Regions from separate parts of the Mus musculus genome. Here region 2 is linked to region 1. Evidence: chromatin contacts called from public HiChIP or PLAC-seq data. All regions are on one chromosome and are shown on one strand. The core of a region is the stretch at or near the end of the contact, and the rest is flanking DNA. Distances in the headings are between cores, read along the strand shown.

Evidence for each region. HiChIP or PLAC-seq counts read pairs in DNA pulled down with a chosen protein or histone mark.
Region 2: a contact with region 1 is called in an H3K4me3 HiChIP or PLAC-seq map of bone marrow-derived macrophages, with 3 times the contacts expected there. The contact joins the promoter of Luc7l here to the enhancer-like site in region 1. A contact is called at or near these places in 2 of 39 promoter capture datasets (the HPC-7 cell line and the SN4741 cell line), 2 of 484 Hi-C or Micro-C datasets (CD4 T cells and nephron progenitors), 11 of 115 datasets of contacts at active chromatin or transcription factors (the 230-238 cell line, the HPC-7 cell line, the SCID.adh cell line and 4 more) and 3 of 9 other capture datasets (adipose tissue, liver and pancreatic islet).

Annotation. Positions count from the first base shown.
Region 1 is chr17:26,163,767-26,169,612 of GRCm38.p6, reverse strand. All of the region lies in intron 2 of Axin1 (axin 1), which reads right to left. Among named protein-coding and RNA genes, the nearest start is that of Gm46600, 28 kb to the right of the region's middle. Within about 2 kb of position 1,337, at least 95 of the 459 cell types and tissues checked have an H3K27ac peak or open chromatin away from gene starts, as enhancers often do. A contact at or near this core is called in the 230-238 cell line, the HPC-7 cell line, the SCID.adh cell line and 3 more, where this site is marked.
Region 2 is chr17:26,249,337-26,255,653 of GRCm38.p6, reverse strand. Luc7l (Luc7-like) reads right to left here and starts at 2,744. Exons shown (of 10, transcript NM_028190.3): 1 at 2,563-2,744; 2 at 529-623. The coding sequence starts at 2,623.

The DNA of each region.
Region 1 (5,846 bases), core at 88-2,587:
GCCACGGCTATACACTGATGGCTTTCAATAGCACTACTCACCGCACCTCAAGTTAGTAAATTAGGAAATACCAAAAATGAAGCTATTTGAGAGGTTCGTCTGTTTGGATCTTAGATCCTAGGGTTAGGGCACACTAAGCAGTAAGCCATAGACTGTACTTGACTGTCAGGCACTCTGTACTGTACCCTCAGTGTAAGAGAAGGAATATCCAAATTGTTTCTAAGGGAATAGGCCTCCCTTTGACCATCCATGTACACTAACCCACCTACAAGTATGCAGAAGTGGCAGGAGTATGTGTTATAGGTGTATATCACTATAGTCAGCCCGCTGCACTTCTACAGTCAGCCCTCTGCACTTTTCCAAGTCCTCAAAATAAAAGCTTAGTGGAATCCATGCAAACATGCCCAACTTACTCTTGACAAAAGTACAAAAGCAAACTGATAGAGAAAAGGCAGTCTTTTCAATAAATGGTGCTATGATACCTAGACATGCACAGACCCAAAGAATGAACTTTGATCTACATCTCACACTTCATACCAAGTCAAACTCTGTAGTTCTTGGATGTTTTTAGCCTGAGCTTCAGTTATGCTCCAGCATTCCATTCACTCGGCCTCTGCCCACCTTGCCTCAGCAACATGCCCTGGCACAGTATCCTGAGCACTCAGTGTTTCTTTCCCAGTCCTTGTAACACCAGTATTAGCTGGTATTCAGGCTATTGTGAGAGGTACTCTGGTTACCGATGGCCAACCCAGAGTGGACACTATGCATTTGCACCATGTGTATACCTCGTGCCTACGGAACCAAGAAGAAGATACTGTAGCTCCTAAAACTGAAGTTACAAGGAGTTATGAACTTCCTGATATTAGTGCTGGGAACCAAACCCACATTTGACACAGCTATGGCATCTCAATACCTGATTCACTTGTCTCTCCCAGCTAGAAGCTACTTGGTGACTAATGCTCTTCAGGTTTCCTAGGATAACTTCTAATATGGGTCAATGAAAATACTGATCTTAGGGCTAGGGAGATAGTTCAACTATAAAACAACTACTGTGCAAGCATGAGGACCTGAGTTCATCACACATAAAAAGCCAGGTCTGAATGGGCACCGAGGCACATACTTTAGTCACAGCACTTAGGAGAGAGAGAGAGAGAGAGATAGGAGGATCTTTGTGAGCTCAAGGCCAGCCTAGTCTATCTACATAGTGAGTTCCAGGGCAGGCAGAACTACAAAGAGTCAGTCTCAGTATCTTCCCTCCCCCCTCTCCCCATGTGTGTGTGGAGTGGGTGAGTATGTGTATATTGGTTTGAACAGGAATGGCCTCCATAGTTATGTGTTTGAACGCTTAGCCATAGGGAGTGGCCTTATGAGATGTGACCTTGTTAGAGGAAGTGTGCCACTGTGAAGGCAGGGTTTTGAGGTCTTAAAAGCTCAAGCTCAGCTCAGTATGAAACCCACAATTTCCTCCTTACTGCCTGAGGATGAAGATGTAGAACTCTCAGTTCCTGCTCAAATACCATGCCTGCCTGCATACTACCATCATCTTCTCGACATGATGATATAACAGATTTAAACCTCTGAAACTGCAAGCCAGCCCCAATTAAATATTTTCCTTTATAAGAGTTACCATGGTCATGGTGTCTCTTCACATCAATAAAACCCTAACAGAGTCAGTCTGTCAGTCAGGGTGTCTTTGTCTCTGTCTCTCTCTCTCCCTCTCTCTTGTTTTTTGAGGCAAAATTTCTGTTTCCTCAAACTTATAGATCCATCTGCCCCTGCCTCCCAAGAGCTAAGATTAAAGGTATATACAGTTACCACCCAGTTCTAAGAAAGAAAGAAAGAAAGAAAGAAAGAAAGAAAGAAAGAAAGAAAGAAAGAAAGAAAGAGAGAAAGAGAGAAAGAGGGAAAGGGGGAAAGGGGGAAAGGGGGAAAGGGAAAGGAAAAGGGAAAAGGGAAAAGGGAAAAGGGAAAAGGGAAAAGGGAAAAAAGAGAAAGGGAAAGGGAAAGGGAAAGGGAAAGGGAAGGGAAGGAAAGGAAAGGAAAGGAAAGGAAAGGGAAAAAAGAAAAAGCAGAGCTTACAACCAACCTTTTCAGCATATCCTTTAATGGGCAAGTAGGACTGGGATGTGGCTAAGTGCCAGGGGAAGAGGTGTGTGTGTGTGTGTGTGTGTGTGTACACATATATATGTATACATTATACACACACAGTTTTAAAATTATTTATGCATATGGGTGCTTTGCCTTCGTGTAAGCACATGCATGTCTGTTGTCTGTATAAGTCAGAAAGGGTTATTGATTCCCTAGGACTGGAGTTACAGATAGTTGTGAGTTGAAGCAGGGTCCTCCAGAAGAGTAGCCAATACTCTTTTTAATAGCTGAGCCATCTCTCCAGATCCTTGTTTTGTTTTGTTTTTTTGTTTAGAGATAAGGCTTCAATATACAGCCCAAATTAGCCTTAAACTCATTATTCTTCTGTCTCAGCCTCCTAAGAGGTATGTACTACACCAGGTCCAGCATGAAGCACTGGTTTTTGTTGCTGCTGTTTGTTTTGGTTCATTTGTTCTCTCACTCTCATTCTCTCCCTCTCTCCCTCCCCTCCCCTCCCCTCCTCTCCTGTAATGAGTGATCACTTGATTGCCTCAGTCTCCTGAGAAAGCAACCTAATACCCATAGGTAGAAGCAAGGGCTCTACTGGCTTTAATTTGTTATGACTGATGATGGAATACTTCTGAGAATCAGAGGCCTTGAGCTCTTATGCTGGTAGCCTTGGCCTAAACTCTGCCTACCTTGCTGCCCAAAATGAGCATAAGCTAAGAACCAGCAAATGTATCCTCTCCTAGGGCTTGTCTCTACTGTCCCAGCTCCCTGCCCTGTTACATAGGAACAAATCTGTCTTAAGCCAAGTGGGACATCCTGGGCTGAACAGATGGCTTAGGGCTAGAGGAGAAGGCCTGTCTAACTCTTAGGATCACCCCACCCGAGTCCAGTGTCTTTGGCCACCTAAGTCCTAGAGATGCAATTCAAATGGGATGAGTTTATCCACTAGTCGTTGGCTCTTTATGAGGTCTCTGGAGCTCAGACAGCAGTGGTGAGGACCATGTCTTACAATGTGCAGAAGTCATCCTTGAAGCCAAACAGGGAGCAGGCAAGTAGACTTGACCATACTACTTGCAGGCATTGTCTCCAGAACTGTCCCTGAAGCTCATCATTCCTAGCTGAACCCAGATCTACACTTGACTTTGGTAAGAGACTACCCTCAGCTACATTCCTGCCCTCAACACCAGCCTACATCTAACCCTGAGAACAGCAAACAGCAAATATAAGGTGCACATGCAGGAGTAATGAACACTGTCTTCTAGGCTCAGAACCACTAATCCCATAGAGTCTCAGTCCCCTCCCAAATGCAACGACAGGAGCCCACGTTGCTAACATGCATGTAATGACTCAGACAAGCTGTGGCTCCAGAACAACAAAGAGATAATACTCAGTCTATAGTCCCAAATAGATGAAGGCAACTGACATCAAAGAACAGAAGGCATGATAGCATATCATTAATGTCCTAACACTGTCCACTTGTGAATGACAGCATGCTACCAATGCTCAGATGCATATCCACTCACAGAAAAGAGCATGCTGTTGCCAGGCATGTTGGTGCATGCCTTTAGTCTTTAATCTCAGCATGTGGCAGACAGAAGCTGTCTACAATTAAGTTCCAGGACAGCCAGAACTACAGAGAAACCCCATCCAAAAAAAAGCATGTTTTTGGATATCCTGATGCTGTCCACCCATGGATGACAACTGTTATTTATCCATGTTATAATGCGTACCCACTCATGGAAGGTGGTGATGTCTGGGTTCTGACTGTGTCCATCTCATTAGATCATCATGTGTATCTTTCACTCCACATTCCCTATGCTATACCCTAGTTTCCCAAGATACCTCTTCTTCCAAGAGTTTATCTTCTCACACAAGGCTTCAGAACTACAGAAGAACCAGTGACGATGATACTAGAAGGGCAAGAGGGAACATCTCACTCTAAATTAGCATCTGTATAAAATGTGAAACACTGGCTCACAAACAAGATCTTTCTGGGCATACCTCTACTGTGTAAATATAGCTACTTATAGAACAAGCACCTCTCCTCTGCACCTAAAGGTAAAAGATTATCCTATGAGATGCAATCCACAATACCCACCAGCAGCTGGCAAAATCCCCTCATCTCCTCCATGTAAAATCAGGAATCCAGCCTCCTCCTCCCCTGTGAGGATCACAGTCACCAGCACCTTTCAACAGTACAGTCAACCAGATGTTAGAACCCTTGGGAACAGGTACAAGTGACCTTAGAATCTGAAGTGGCCTGCCATTCATTGTAGACCCACTTTGCAGCTTCTGATGGGCCTGGGACCCACCTAACTGAGTAGGGGTAAAGAGGGTATATGGCTCCCACACTGCAAATGTAGTAGATGGGATGACACCACACTTGCCCTCCAGAGGTAACCGTCAAGAATTCTGACGGAATTTCTTGTTACCACTAAGTCACCATTTTCTCATTGTAAAGCAGGAATGATAATGGTCAGCCAGACATGGTAGCACAGGCCTTTAATCCTAGCACTTGGGAGGCAGGGGCATGATGATCGCTGTGAGCCCGAGGCCAGCATGATCTTCACAGTGATTTCTAGGCCAGCTAGAGTTACATGGAAAGACCCCATCTAAAATTTAAAAAGAAAGGGAGGAAGGGAGGGACAACAGATTCTTTGCAGGACGTCTGAGCTCTTAGTGACCAGTACTCAATGCTTGGAAAGGGCTCAGCATACAATGCAGAAGAACCTCAACATAGACTATACTGTCTTTGGTCTTGCATCCCTCACATGAGTTAGAAGAACAAAAGGGGGCTGGAGAGATGGCTCAGCGGTTAAGAGCACTGACTGCTCTTCTGAAGGTTCTGAGTTCAAATCCCAGCAACCACATGGTGGCTTACAACCATCCTTAATGACATCTGACTCCCTCTCCCAGTGTGTCTGAAGACAGCTACAGTGTACTTACATATAAAATAAACAATAAATAAATCTTTAAAAAAAAAAAAAAAAAAAAAAGAACAAAAGGGTGATGATGGCTATAGGCCACAGCCAAATAACATCAATGTGCAACCAATTCAAGATTCTGAAGTCAAAACAACAGATCCACAGGATCCAAGCACTGGTGACTCTACCATGGCTCTACAGAATTAGAAAGTGTCTGACATCGTGTCCTCTCCAGCCCAATTTCTACACATTCCAGTGTTATTCCAATCAGCAAATGTTTAAAGTAACTACTAAAGGATAAGCAAGGCAGCTTAGATGGTCAAAGTGCCTAATGCCAAATCTGACCACCTGAGTTCAATCAGTGGACACACATGGTGGGAGAGAACTACTGAAAATTGTCCTTTTATGCCACACATATACCTCGAGCGTGCACACACATTACTGAAAATACGAGTAGAGGATGATACAGATTTTAATCCCACTGTTGAACTAAAAACTAGACTATGTATTAAAAAAACGCTAAAGGAATCCAGGCCATACAATGTCTCCGGGCGACAGAAACATAAAGACACCTCTGTTTACACTGCTTTCTCTTTTCTGCACCAAATCTACCTATTCTATGTTTCTCTGAACATCAAAATGAAAGCTAGGGACTAATGGATGCAAAGAGGAGAAAGTTCTGCAAAACTACCCATGGGATTTGCTAGTCAGGGCTCAAAAGCAGTGAGGTCCTAGTGACTACACAGGTTCTGTCACTTTCTTCAAGGTCCTTACCCGAGAGCCTGGACTCATATAAATGGTTTCAGAATATTTCTATAAGTCACA
Region 2 (6,317 bases), core at 1,495-3,994, 85 kb before region 1:
TTACGTATATTCCGGTGTCTGGGTATGTTCACATGAATGAATGTAGTTGTGGAACATACAAAAGTATTAGATGCCCTAGAACTGGAGTTATAGATATTTGTAAGCCAACACGTGGGTCCTCTGCAAGAGCAACAAGTGTTCTAACCACTGAGCCGCCTCTCCAGCACCCATCATGGATTTTTTTTTTTTTTTTTTTTTTTTTTTTGATGTTTTGAGACAGGGTTTCTCTGTGTAACCCTGGCTGACCTGGAACTCACTCTGTAGACCAGGCTGGCCTCGAACACAGAAATCCGCCTGCCTCCGCCTCCCAAGTGCTGCTAATTTTTTAAAGACAAAATCTCTCTCTTGGGTTCAATATATATATATATATATACATACATACACACACATACATATACATACATATACATATATATATATATACATACATACATACACATATATGCAGTATTTTATTATATATATAAAAACATCTACTGTAGCACTCCTTCTAAGTAATCTAATCACAAAGGTCTGGAATGCACCTACCGTCCCAGCAAGGATGTCATGGGGGCAGCAGTCCAGAAGGTGACTCTTGCAGACACGGTCATCTGTAAACTTGACCCTCTGTCTGGTTTCATCTCCTGAAATTCATTTGTGGTTTTAAATAAAGTATTATCTCATTCACTACACAAGGCTATCTGGCAAAATTAATACACCTGGACGATTTGCAGACTAGTGTTTCTGTATTCTTCCCATCATATACACTAAGAAACTGAGCTAAAGATATTTACAATTGGAATAAAATACAAATAGTTTTTAAGCTAAGTTTTTTATGAAGAAGCACACTGAACCACATCTAACTCCACCGTTAATTCGCAGAACAGAGTCAGAAGTAGGAGTGAGCACCAGAAGGCATCCACCCAAATTTACATGTGGGCAAATGACCCATCAAGACTGGGTGTAATGAGTGCCATGAATCCACTGCGGATCATTACAGCTGCCAATCTCCACCAACCAAAGCTATTCAATAATCTGATTTTCTTGTTAGAATCAAATTAATAGGCAGTATTTTATGAAAAAAAACTACAAGAGGAAGAACGGTTTCAAGCTCTATCACTGACTTAAATATCTCTAGACCTTTTCTTCTTCTTCTTCCCCTTTCATCCCCACCCTCAAAAAGGAAAGTTGGCACCTGGGAGTCACTTTTAACAAGACAATACCAAAGAAAGCAAAAAGGAATCAGGTTAGTCAATACACACTGTGAACTCCAACACATACTGTACCCATCTGCAATCTTCAAGAACTCAGCTGCAGAATTTTATGCCCGCTGTTGAAAAGTTTTAAAGGAAAAGTTTTCTTGCCCACACCTGCAGTAAGGAAGTCGGGGAATGATACATAAAAGTAAAGGCAAAGTGGTATGTGACAAATTCTAAGGCTATCTGTGTACAGGACACAGTGCTGTGTAATAGTCAGGGAGAATATACTTCAGGATTGGCAAGCATCCAGGATTAATGTCGTGTCTTTTTACTGAAAATGTTTTCTTTCTAAACTACACTTTTAAAGTTACTTGTGGGAAAAAAGCAAACACTTTTTTGTTATAACAGCTTAGAAATTGGTTGTGACTCACGGCTCGATGAACATGAGGCTTTTCTGCAACTCCCTTGCAGATTGATGTAGGCAGGCAAAGATACACTGAACCTTTATAAATAAAATAGAGGGGCCACAATTGTTCAGTTTGTATGAAATAAAAATATGGGAAGCAATTCAAAAGCAACTCAACATACAAAGAAAGCTAAAAGCACGTATTGACCTATGAAATGGTGCAAAGAATCTGCACAGCCCTGTGAAATGTGCCAGTGTGAAATTACAACTTTATTACTTTAGTAAAAATGAAAACACAAACCACAGCAGGGATCTAGCTTTGCTAGGATGCAACTGCTTTTTCCTGAGACACCACCATGATCTTGCACGCCTCCTTACTGAACCAACTACCTAATGAATGCCGAGAGGTGACTAAACCGAGGCTAATCTGTGAGGCAGGGGAATGAAGGGAGGGAAGACTAGAAAAGTACGCGGAGGGAACCCACGTTAGAAATGCTCATTTGCGGCTCCCCGTGTAACCGTATGGAGCAAGAACGCCCGGGTTTTCGAAACCCGTCCAGCTCCTTCGGGGATCGCCTCTCCTCCGAAGAGTATCAGAGAAATTCCGCCACCCGGCAGCCAGCACCCCGGAGCCCGCGCTGGTTCCAGCCCTTCGCCGACGCTCCAGTTTGCCCGGCGGCGCCGAGCCGCCGTGCCGACCAAGAGGAACTCGCATGACGGAAAACGAGAAGGGGACAGAGCCCCACCGTCGGATCGGACTCTCAGGAAGGAGGCAGCCCGGACCAGTAGAACGCGGCGGCTGCGAGAGACTCGCAGGCCAAGCAGATCAGACAAAGGCCCCGAGCCTGGGGTCAGCAAGCAGGGGAGAAAAATGGCGCCCCGCGCAGACGCACGCTGTCACGGCCCTCACCTCAGGCTTCCAGGCGGCCTCGCCTTGCTCCCACCCCGCCCAGAGCCTGGGCCACCGCTCAGACTCACCGTCCCGAGCCGTGCCCATGAGCTGGTCCAACAGGGCCCGCATCTGCGCCTGGGCGGACATGGTGGCCAGTGGGGACGGCCGAGAAGCTCCGCACAACTCGACCAGAGAAGCCGCAAACAGCGACGAGGAAAGACGCTCCTATCAGCCTGAAGCCCGCACGGCGCTTTCCGGCCGCGGGGAATGCTGGGAGGAAGTTCTTTGGCGTTGATGCAAGGCCTGTCGGGAAGTGTACAGGAGTCGCTGAGTGGAACGGTCGCAAATCGTTCTAAAGACTAGATCAACTAAGCTTGATTTTGGCCGGTCGTGGTATGCCTGTAATCCCCAGGATCAGGCTTGAGTAGTTCAAGGCCAGCGTCCTGGGTGTCAGGCTACCCTGTGGAAGCGTGGTCTTTGTGAGACTAAGATCCTACCTCCTGTTTTTTTTTTTTAAAAAAAAAAAAAAAAAGGGCTGGAGAGACGGCTCAGCGGTTAAAGGCACAAACTGCTCTTCCAGAGGTCCTGAGTTCAGTTCCCACCACCATCTGTAATGGGGTCTGATAACCACTTCAGCTGTGTCTGAAGATAGCTACAGTGTACTCATATAAATAAAATAAATAGATCTTTATTTTAAAAAAAGACTAGATTAAAAACTCCACCACTAATTTTTATCCTGGTTCCTGAAACATCAAATTCTCTGCTCTAATGAGACTTTAGTCAAACAAATAAATTAAACTTGAGGCAAAGGCCTTTAATCCCAGCGCTGGGGAAGGCAGAGGCAGGCACATCTCTGAGTTAGAGACTAGCCTGATGGTACAGAGCAAGCTGCAGGATTGCCAGAGTTACACAGGGAAAAGCTGTCTCAAAAAACAAAACAAGGGGGCTGGCGAGATGGCTCAGTGGTTAAGAGCGCCTACTGCTCTTCCAAAGGTCCAGATTAACGAAATCTGATGCCCTCTTCTGGAGTGTCTGAAGACAGCTACAGGGTACTTACATATAATAATAAATCTTTAAAAAAAAAAAAACCTAATGATAAGTGAATTTCTAGGTTATATCTCAGTTCTTTTTGTTTGTGTAATATAGTCTCATGTTGTCCATGCTGACCTTGAACTTATTATGAAACCAAAGATGACTTGCATTCCTGACCCTCCCACTTTCCCTTCCTTACCAAGTGCTGCAATTACAAAAATGTGCAAATGTGCTTGCCTCCATTTCTTCTGTTGGAGACAGAGTCATACACACACACACACAGAGGCCAGGTTGGACTTGAACTTGCTATCCCTCTGCTGCTCAGCCTCCAGACCATTGAGATTATCAGCACATGCCATTACACTTGGTCCATTTCTTCATTTACTCTCTATAAAACTATATTGCTTATTTCAGTGAAAGTTGAAATGCTAAGTCATATTAATTACATGCTTATTTATTTATTTATTTTGTTACTCCCCCCCCACCCGCGCTCGACTTCTTCCTCTTGCTCCAGCCCCTAGGTTCTTTATTATTTGTTTTCATTGTGGATGATTGTGAGCCACCATGTGGTTGCTGGGATTTAAACTCATGACCTCCAGAAGATCAGTCAGTGCTCTTAACTGCTGAGCCATCTCACCAGCGCAATTATGTGCTTTCTAAAATGGATAGGTGTTAATGTATAATTTTTTACCCACAGCACATGAATTTAGGAGAATGTACCAAAATCCACGACTTGGACCTTTGAGCAGATTATGAAATTCCAAGTAAAGAAAGAGACCTGTTTTTTGAATTAGATGTAAAAAATATTTTGGATGTTGATTTATCAGTGCTGCAAAGTACTAATTGCTATTGAGAGTAATGTTACATTTGTAAGTTATAAAGCAAAATAATTAAATATGCACTCTTTTACATATATATGAAACTGGGGCTGGAATGATGGGTCAGAGGTTAAGAGCACTAACGTCTCTTCTGTGGGTCAGCACTGCTGAGTTCAAATTCCAGCAACCACATGGTGGCTCACAATCATTCGTTATGAGATCTGACGCCCTCTTCTGGTGTGTCTGAAGACAGCTACAGTGTACTTACATATAACAATAAATAAATCTTTAGAAAAAAAGAAAAAAACAACTTTAAAAAATAAAACTGGGCAGGGGTGATTCGTGTCTGGAAGCTGGGGAAGTAGGTGTTGGATCTATAAAGTTCAGGCTAAGGGATTTCTTTTGCTACTAGGAGGAAAAGACCACTCTAAAATGGTAGACTTTCATGACAAAGCTACTTACTCTATATAAATTGTATAAATGTCCACCCTGAGACAGACAGTTTTGATGATCTAGCCCATGTGTTTGTTAAATCGTTCTCCGTTCTCTCGGATGCTTATGTGCTCTCCGTGGGGGTTGGCGTTTGTACTCCACACAGAACCTAATAGTACAATATTTGTTTTATATCACAATTCCCTTTGAACCAGAGTTAGAAATGTTTGGGAGCCGTCATGTAGGAGCTGGGAACCAAACCAAACCAAACCAAGAACAGTAAGGCTCTAACGCGCCAATTTCTCTCATCTACAATTCCCTTTCTACAGATTTCTCCTGGCCCTGCCCACTTACTATTTCCAGCTGACACACATGGCTTTGTTCTGATGTTGATGTCTGTTTTCTCCTCCTTGCCTCCCGGTACACTTTTTTCTACACTGGCCTGGTTGTGCTCTGGTCCATCAATACGGATGTCTCAGTCTGATCTTAAATTAGAAGGAAGAGGTGATTGTTGTTTTAAACTCTCAAATGCTTGATTTTGCCAATGAAGGCTCAGGAGTCTGATGTCCAGGTGAAAGGCTGCTAGGTCATGGAGGCAGAGAAAGCACCAAGCTGACCTTCCCTCACAGTCAATGCCCCAGAAGCAATGCCCCCACCTCCTTCTCAAACCACACTCCCTTCCACTTCCTGTGCATGCATGTTTCTCTATCTGTCCTCCTAATTCCCTTTTAGTTTCCGTGGTTATTTCTTTTTTGTTTGTTTGTTTTGTTTTCTTCTGAGACAAGGTTTCTCTGTGTAGCCCTGGCTGCCCTGGAACTCACTTTGTAGACCAGGCTGGCCTCGAACTCAGAAATCCACCTGCCTCTGCCTCCCAACTGCTGGGATTTTGCCCCTTCTCTTGACCTATGGTTGACTTTATTTAACCCTGTTTAAGAAAAAACTGGAGAGCCGGGCGTGGTGGCGCACGCCTTTAATCCCAGCACTTGGGAGGCAGAGGCAGGCGGATTTCTGAGTTCGAGGCTAGCCTGGTCTACAAAGTGAGTTCCAGGACAGCCAGGGCTATACAGAGAAACCCTGTCTCGAAAAACCAAAAAAAAAAAAAAACTGAAAGCTCTTGTATGAAAGGTGTATGCTAAGCCACGCTACAACTAAAACCAGGTTTTTCCAGTAAATTACAGAATCTTGGGGTTCACAGCATGATCAAAGGGTAGTGATGGTGTGGTTCAGCCCTTAAACACACACTTTAGACACAGATGAAGACAGAAGAAGCCAGAGAATGAGAAGGAGTCAGAAGATTAGGACATATTGCCAAAGTTAGTATAAGAGCAAGCAGAACAATTGACCAAGCACAGCAATTCAGGAGAAGCCAAGAGAAGCCAGGCTGAATTAGCCCAGAGAGGCATCTAAGCCAGAACAGCTGAGCTGAACCAGCCACCCAGAGCTCAGAAAGAACTAGGAAGTGATGAATGTATTCAGTCTCAGAGGCTGAAGACATCCTAGGCCAAAATTAGGTTGTATGGAGGCTAGAAGCTTCCAGGACTAGGCCTAGGTTAGCAGAT